Linked DNA regions of Triticum aestivum: region 1 is linked to region 2. Evidence: chromatin contacts called from public Hi-C data. All regions are on one chromosome and are shown on one strand. Each heading gives the region's core, a stretch centred on a gene start, on an enhancer-like site or on the middle of the called end of the contact. The rest is flanking DNA. Distances are from core to core; before and after follow the strand shown. Region 1 holds the start of LOC123110118 (neutral ceramidase). Region 2 holds the start of LOC123110116 (malate dehydrogenase, glyoxysomal).

Region 1 (3,894 bases), core at 813-3,312, 240 kb after region 2:
AGTTGAAAACAACTCAAAAACACATAAAAAGTGAAAAAAAATCTTCTTCATTGCCATCCGCATCTCCTCCTATTATAACCATTTTTGCCCTGCGGGAGGAAATACAACAAAAGAAAACATAGTTAGAAGATGCGGAAACAAACTAGAGAAATCATAGAAGGTTGCTTTGATCTACAGACATCTACACATAAGTAGGACACAAAATGCAAAAACCAAAAAACATGTAGACAACCAACTACTACAATGATGCAGCCAACTGGGCAGTAAACCTTGTGCAAACTGGACAACATATAAGCCAACTAACTATTTTTTGCCTAGGTATTACTTGCCAACTGTGACAAGTAATAACTAGGCAGAAAATAGTTAACTAAAGGCAACAAGCTCAGTAAGATAACTTGTGCAAGCTGGAACAAGCAAAAAATGCAAAGCAAAAAATCCAGCAAAACAATTGGGTATACTATATTGAAAAATTAGCAACCATCAGTGCTAATTTGGAAAAATAAGCGTCCCTAGTTGCACATGAGGGGAAACACATGAAAACAACCACATCCATAACAAAGACTTGCACATTGAGAAAAATTAGATTGGAAAATTAACAAGCATTGGTACTAATTTGCATAATCAAGGGGCCCTAGTTGCACAAAGCAGGAGAAAACACATGAACCACCACAACCACCACAAGGCTGGTGGATTGGGTAGACTATATTGGAAAACTGGCAAGCATTGATGCTAAATTGCACAAACAAGAGTCCCTAGTTGCACACAGCAGAGGGGGAAACAGCAAAGCCAACTAAGTAGAGCAACTAGCACAAAGTGTATAACATATGAACAGCCAACTAGTAAAAGTGATGCAAGCCAACTAGTAAAAGTGATGCAGCCAACTGAGCAGGCAACTTGTGCAACTGAACACCGTATAGACAACCAACTAGTACAAACAGTGAGCCAACTGACCAAAACAACTGCTGCAACTGCAGAGCATATGGACAGCCAAGTACTATATGAACGCAGCCAACTGAGCAGAATTTTGTGCAACTAACCACTTAAATTACTGAACACCAACTACAAAATCAGCCAATGCATTGCACACAACATTGCACACATCTAATACAACTTACAGAATGACTAAGAATCATGAACAGATCTCAAACCTCTGCAAAATTGAACGGAACATGAACTAAACAGCCAAAATCGCCCTAAAATCACAACGGGCGCCGTGGACATGCACCCCTTCTACCTAACGACTACCGCGTACCCTGGCCAACTACACGTTGACCCTGGCCAGCCACCCCCGTGCCGTGAACTACGCCTCCTTGTAGATCTCGACCACCGTTGGGCGCGTGCTACGAGATAGGAGAAGGGAACTCAACGTGACCAAAATCGAGGATAAGCGGGGGTAGTTCGCGCCGTTCCCGAACCCTAGAGAGCATTCCCCTCACATTTCAGCACCATCCGCGCTCCGCGAGATAGAGAGAGGGAGGGGAAGCATGTAGAAGTGGAGGGCGAGCATACTCCGACGGCGAGGAGCACCGGCGATTCCCCCGCGAGGAGAACCACCCGCAAGCCGCCGCCAATCTGAGCACTCCGCCGTGACGCCCCATTCGATGGAGAGGATGTCGAGGAGGAAGACGAAGACGGAATGGGGAGAGAGCACGCTGCGGCGAGGGATTTCAGGCACACATTTCGAAAACCGCCGCCCACGACCCCCACTACTCCCCTCCTCTACCGCTTACAGGTGGGCCTGCCACGTCCGGATATGGACAACCGCCCACGACCGCGGTGCAGGGCCAATCCAGACCAGGTGGCATCTGGCGGATCTGGGCGCGATCGCTGGCGCGATCGAACGGCCAGGAATCAGCCGCCCGTGTCTGTTAGTTGGTGGCGGCCGCTTTTTAGATTTTAGGTAAATAAAATAGGGGAAATTGCCACGCTGCACAGAGTAATTGTCACGCGTTTGATCGGGATCCTACGATTCTTAGGGCGTTCAAACTGTTTTTTTTTAGCTCAAGCGTTCGAACTGCTAAAAATCTTACGTTCGCAGGGGAGTAAAAAAAAAACAAGATGGGCGCAAACGCGTGGAAGGCCCGGCCCGAAGTTTCAGCGGCGCGTCGCCATCGTCTCTCCCCACATCGTCGTCATCCTCGCCGCCGATTCAACGCCTCGCCCGCTCCCCCCCCCTCCTCAGTCCGGCCGTCTCCATGCCGACGAGCTCAGAGGTGCGCGCGCCTCCTCCTACGCCACACCCCACCAGTTCCCGCGGCGCTGAACTCCGCTCGTGTTTGTTTGTTTGTTTGGTTAGCTGGGCCCCCTTTTGCCCGTGCCTTGTACGCTCCACCCTGTCCCCCTCCGTCCGCCCGTCGCGGTCGGCCGTCGCCACTGGGAGCCGTGAGCTACGACCACGAGGCGCCCCGCCCTTGGAGTTCCCGGCCGGCCTAGTCGTGTCTGCCGGGGACGGGGAGGCGCGGGTTTAAATGCCGGCGGAGGCCACTAGCCAGTGGAGCAGCCGGGGCGGGGTTCCCAGTCGAGATTCGCCCTTCGCATGGTGAGTCACTCCGCTTCCTTCCAGCCAGGTCGCGTCGGTCGTAGCTGGACGCGTTGCGCTAATCAGCTAGTAGTACTTAAATTGCTGTATGCAGTTGTTCTAGGGTTTGAGCATGCTTGGTGCGGATCTGGGGTACTCGTCTTTGTTCTCCGGTGGAAGTTTGACCCAGATATCAGTAGATATTCGCTCTCTCTCTCTCAAAAAAAAAAAAGATATCAGTAGACATTATGGTTGAAAAATTAACTCCCAGTGAGACCATTGATTATGGTGGGTTCCTGTGTCAAACTTTTAGTGGAAAATTGAGAGCTCCGCAATAGTTCTGGGAAATTTTGTGGTTTTAAACCTGGAAAACTACATCTCTTCTAAGGGAATAATATTCATATACAAATCCTAGGATTTTCTTTTTCTAGAAAACATTAAATGGATTTGATGGTTTCTCAAAATTCGAAATTTTAAGTGGGAAGCTCAGGACTCCACTATGCTAGTTCTTCGAGTTTTTATGAAACTAAATCCAGGAATTTACGTCTCTTCTAAGAAAACCCAGAATTTCATGATACTAATTCCAATATTATTTTTTGAAAAAAAAACATTGAGTGGATTTCATGATTTTTCCTGCATTTAAATTTAAGTGGGAAATTGATAATTCTGGACAGTAAATTCAGCAACCGCAAATTAAATTCAGCCTACTCTTGGTCCCCAGAGCCAAAAATCCCTGTCCATTAGTTGCTAATACACTACTACTGATTCTAGAGTACAGACCTACCTACCAAACGGACCCCAGTTCATCAAACCATAAACCCGTACAGAATAGGCCATTAATACCTCCTAGTTCAGAAAATCAGAACTCGTACTTCATTTAGTTAAACATGTTATCGCCTGCCAGATGATGAGATGGACCACATATCAGTCAGAGCCACCAAGTTGAAGCCATACTGAGGAGATGGTGATCCGGAAGCCTGGCCCACGCCACACTACTGTTTTTTTTTCTCGCGGGGACACTGTATTTATAGCTTAACATGTACTTGTGTCATTATAGCTTGATAATCTTGTTGGATACTAGTATGCACCCTTTCCCTTGCTTCAGTATGATAGAATGCTTGGTGATTTTGTTCATAGGCTTTTCTTCTCTTTTGCAGACTGCAGTTGATTTTTTGTTCTCTCGAGGCTTCTGACTTGCACTAGTTAATTAACAACTTCATTCCCTGGTTCCTTCCTGATGGAGGCATCGTCTTGCTTCCGCTACCAAGTCTGGGGTTTTGGTTTGTCCTGGATATGGCTATGTCTTCTTTTACTGCATCTCCTTCAGAACTGCAGCCTGGTGCTCTCAGACTCTCCTTATCTGGTCGGCATGGGGA
Region 2 (3,641 bases), core at 1,020-3,519:
CTTCAGCAGCAATCGGAACAGTGGAATTTACAGGGTTACTGATCACATTCACAATCGCATTTGGGCAGCATTTTGCAATTCCCCCGCAAAGAGTCCGAACAATTCCAGCATTGATGTTGAACAAATCATCCCTTGTCATCCCAGGTTTCCGAGGAATGCCAGCAGGAATGATGACAAGATCCATTCCAGTAAGAGCACTTTCCAATTGTGGCTGACCCAAGAAGCCACGCACCTGTAGAAATTATACCTTAGCATAATTACACCCAATGATCAGATAACCTTTAAGGTTCAAGAATCAGGTGATAATTGTATGCATAGGCTAGGGCGGACAAAGATATGTGGCAGCTATTAATATTGTGCCAATCAAATATCTGCCTGTTACATAAAATACAAGTAGGTTATATGTTTTCCTTGCAACATTATTTATTGTTTTCAGATTTAAATCCACAATTATTACTGAATGATCAGACACTATTCTTCGGAGACCTCATGCCTTTAAGAACAATGCATGATGCCACTGGAAATTGGCTACTTGTTTGCTGAGTTATGGATTATAAGATTGTAACACAGAAACAACCAGCTGGGTAATGCTAATTTCCAAACCTCTACCTTATGTACCTCGATTGGTTTCTTTAATGCAAATCAGGGAAGAGATCCCTTTGCTACCCAAAAAAAAAAAAAAACCCTACCGTACGAGCTAAAAGGACAGTAGAGAAGACATACATTCCTTCAGTAATTCATTTCTTCTAAACAAAACCTACACGGATCACATGGAGAGCAACTGTACTAGAGGTCTACCAACATGCAACTACAGTATCCTTTCAGAATCAATTTTCAGTGAGCAACTTCGCAGAAACAGGACATAAACTATAGTATCCTTCAAGGACAGTAGAGAAGACATACATTCCTTCAGTAATTCACTTCCTCTAAACATAACCTGCATGGATCACATGGAGAGCAACTGTACTAGAGGTCTACCAGCATGAAACTATAGTATCCTTTCAGAATCAATTTTCAGTGAGGAACTTTGGAAAAAGCTAAAAACAGGACATAAAGACAGGGTCAAGGGGCATACCACAGCACCGGTGTTCATATGGCTAATGTCAGCTGTAACACCAGGTGTGTTGACAACATCATACAAATGGAGCACCGAAACAAGAGGGTTCATCTTCATAAGCAGCGAGAGGGGCTGGCCGATCCCACCAGATGCACCCAGGACTGCAACCTTGAACCCTGGTGCTGCACCTTTTGCACGGCAATTAGAGCCCTTCAAGATGGCCACCTCCTCCTCCTTCAAAATAAGGAAAGAGAAAAATTAGCCTAGTAGAAGCCAATTCTGGAGTGGACGATACCTTTTATGCATTGGCCAACCAGGACAGTTCCACAGGTTTAAGTAAGTTTATAAGAGCTAAATTTAGGAAGTTGTCTGGTATAATCACCAGCTAAGAATAATTCAGATGATTCTGAATTTCCCCGACAGCTAGATAGCAATGCTGGCCTGAAAGTATATCATAACAAGATATCGTGATTGTACTCGCTCGGAGATCTACCTGATGCTCGCTAAATATGTCGCTGACTCAACTGCCAGAATCAGAGAATTAGCAACCAGTAGTTCGAAATTGCATCCCATCGTCATATGTTTTTTCTACTCCCTCCGTTCACTTTTATAAGACCTTAAAACATTTCAGACAATGTGCAAAACAGCCTATTTTGTGTTGTCTGAAACAACTTACAAAAGTGAACAGAGGCTACTCGAAAGTCGTTTCCTGGTCCATGGATCGCTAGCTCCGAAGCATACAGGACATGCATCTTCGGTCACACGAGGATCCTGGAAAGCATGGATGCGCACAGGCTAAGCAGCTACGCGCAGAAGCGCCGCGGGAAGGATCTCGCTCCGGATGCCACCACGGCCGGCGGCGGCAGCTAATCCTCCGGGAAGGATCTCGCTCCGACTTCCAAATCTGAGCAGAGAGAGGAGCAAAGAAGCAGAGGGAGGGAGGGAGGGGTGGTTGTGGGTTCGTGCCTGCGAGGTGGGCGGGCGGAGGTGGGAGGCGACCCTGGCCATCCGCCTGGCCGCCGCGGAGTCGGCGCCTTGCTCCATGGCCGCGTCGGTTCCGCGTGGTCGCCGGAGACTCGGGAGGCGACGGGAGAGGGAAGAGAAGAAGAGACTCCGGGGAGGACAGCGGAGGTGGTTGCGAGGGCGGGAGAAAAGGGGTAAAGCGGAGGGGCCGGATGCAAAAGTTGTCTTTCCGTCCGTTCGTTCAGGAATGCGTGCAAGTTTTGTTTTGCTTCCATCATGGTGTATGGTGTAGGTGGATAAAGATAACGTTGATGCCCATGCATACAAATTTAATTTCGAAAATACATTTATTTCGCAACTATCATTACACTAGCTAAATGCCCGTGTGTTGCCACGAAATAATAAAAAATAATCATTTTACCCATCAGATCATAGTATTAACCTAAATACTACTCCCTCTGTAAACTAATATAAGAACGTTTAGATTACTAAAATAACGCGCGCGCTATCTCGTTGAATCGACCTTGCATCGTGGCCGTGGCTGCTATCCTGTTGGCAGACCTCTTTCCTTTCGTGTGTGCTAATTTCTCTCATGGTGTGTGCCTGGATTTATACGTGTACTAGTTGGCTCATGTGATGTGGATTGATCTGAGTACTAGCTTTGGTGCTTGCCGTGTGCGTATAGATCTAAATCATGTGCATTTATATCTGAATGCTAGTCACACAGTTCATAGAACTACAATTTGTTTGGGACATGGATAAGTGCCGAACGTTGGGCCTGGGAGAACCCCAGACCGAACGACTCGTTCGTCACGGGAAAGCCTATCGATCGAACGAATACGTTCGGGACGAGAAGCCCCCAACACGAACACCATCGATCCCAGGGCCTACAGCCTTTTTTTTTTCATCGAATCCCCTATCGAGCCTCCACCTGGGCCAAAAAAATGCCTAATTTTCCTATGACGACTCTAACAACATATAGAAAACTGACATTTTGGATCTCATTTTCAATAGCCAAACAAAAACCCAACAAAATTGACATAGCTTACAAAAAAGGGGAAATTGCCGTGCTGGGCTATAAAAATGCCAGCGTATAAATCAGAAGTTGAAAGCATTAAGTGGAAATTGCTATGATTGTCATTTGAGTAAAAAATTGGCAAATGATAAGACAAAAAGAATTTTGCCATGGTACTTCAATTAATCTTGCCATGATCCATGAGCTAATTTTGCCATTGTCAATATAGTAACTTTGCAAGATTTTAGAGAAAATAAAAAAATGCATTTGAAGAAAAATGGTGGCAAACTATTTGAAGGATGGCAAGTTTGCCATGTTTTAGAAACTTTATGAATTTGCCATGTTTTTGTGATCATTTGTCATGGCAATTTTGGAGAGGTCTAAAAATATGGCAAATTTAGACATGGGCTTTAGTTAAACTTGACATGTCAAATATTTAAAGAAAATTTTCATTTACATAAGAAAAGGTGGCAAATGATAAGAGAAAAAGGAATTTTGACATGGTACTTGTATTAATCTTGCCGTGATCCATAAACTATTTTTTCATGATTTCATTCGTTGCAATCTCCTCCCATCCCGAACGACCTCTCCAGCTCGCCTTCAGCG

What was found. Hi-C and Micro-C count contacts between places; a contact is called where the count stands out from the background.
Region 1: a Hi-C map of leaf shows a contact between it and region 2, with 5 times the contacts expected there. The contact joins the promoter of LOC123110118 here to the promoter of LOC123110116 in region 2. A contact is called at or near these places in 3 of 5 Hi-C or Micro-C datasets (all in leaf).

What each region holds. Positions count from the first base shown.
Region 1 is chr5B:12,617,583-12,621,476 of IWGSC CS RefSeq v2.1, forward strand. It overlaps LOC123110118 (neutral ceramidase), which reads left to right and starts at 2,063. Exons shown (of 10, transcript XM_044530563.1): 1 at 2,063-2,213; 2 at 3,676-3,894. The coding sequence starts at 3,756.
Region 2 is chr5B:12,382,252-12,385,892 of IWGSC CS RefSeq v2.1, forward strand. LOC123110116 (malate dehydrogenase, glyoxysomal) reads right to left here and starts at 2,270. Exons shown (of 9, transcript XM_044530559.1): 1 at 2,024-2,270; 2 at 1,076-1,291; 3 at 1-232. The coding sequence starts at 2,101.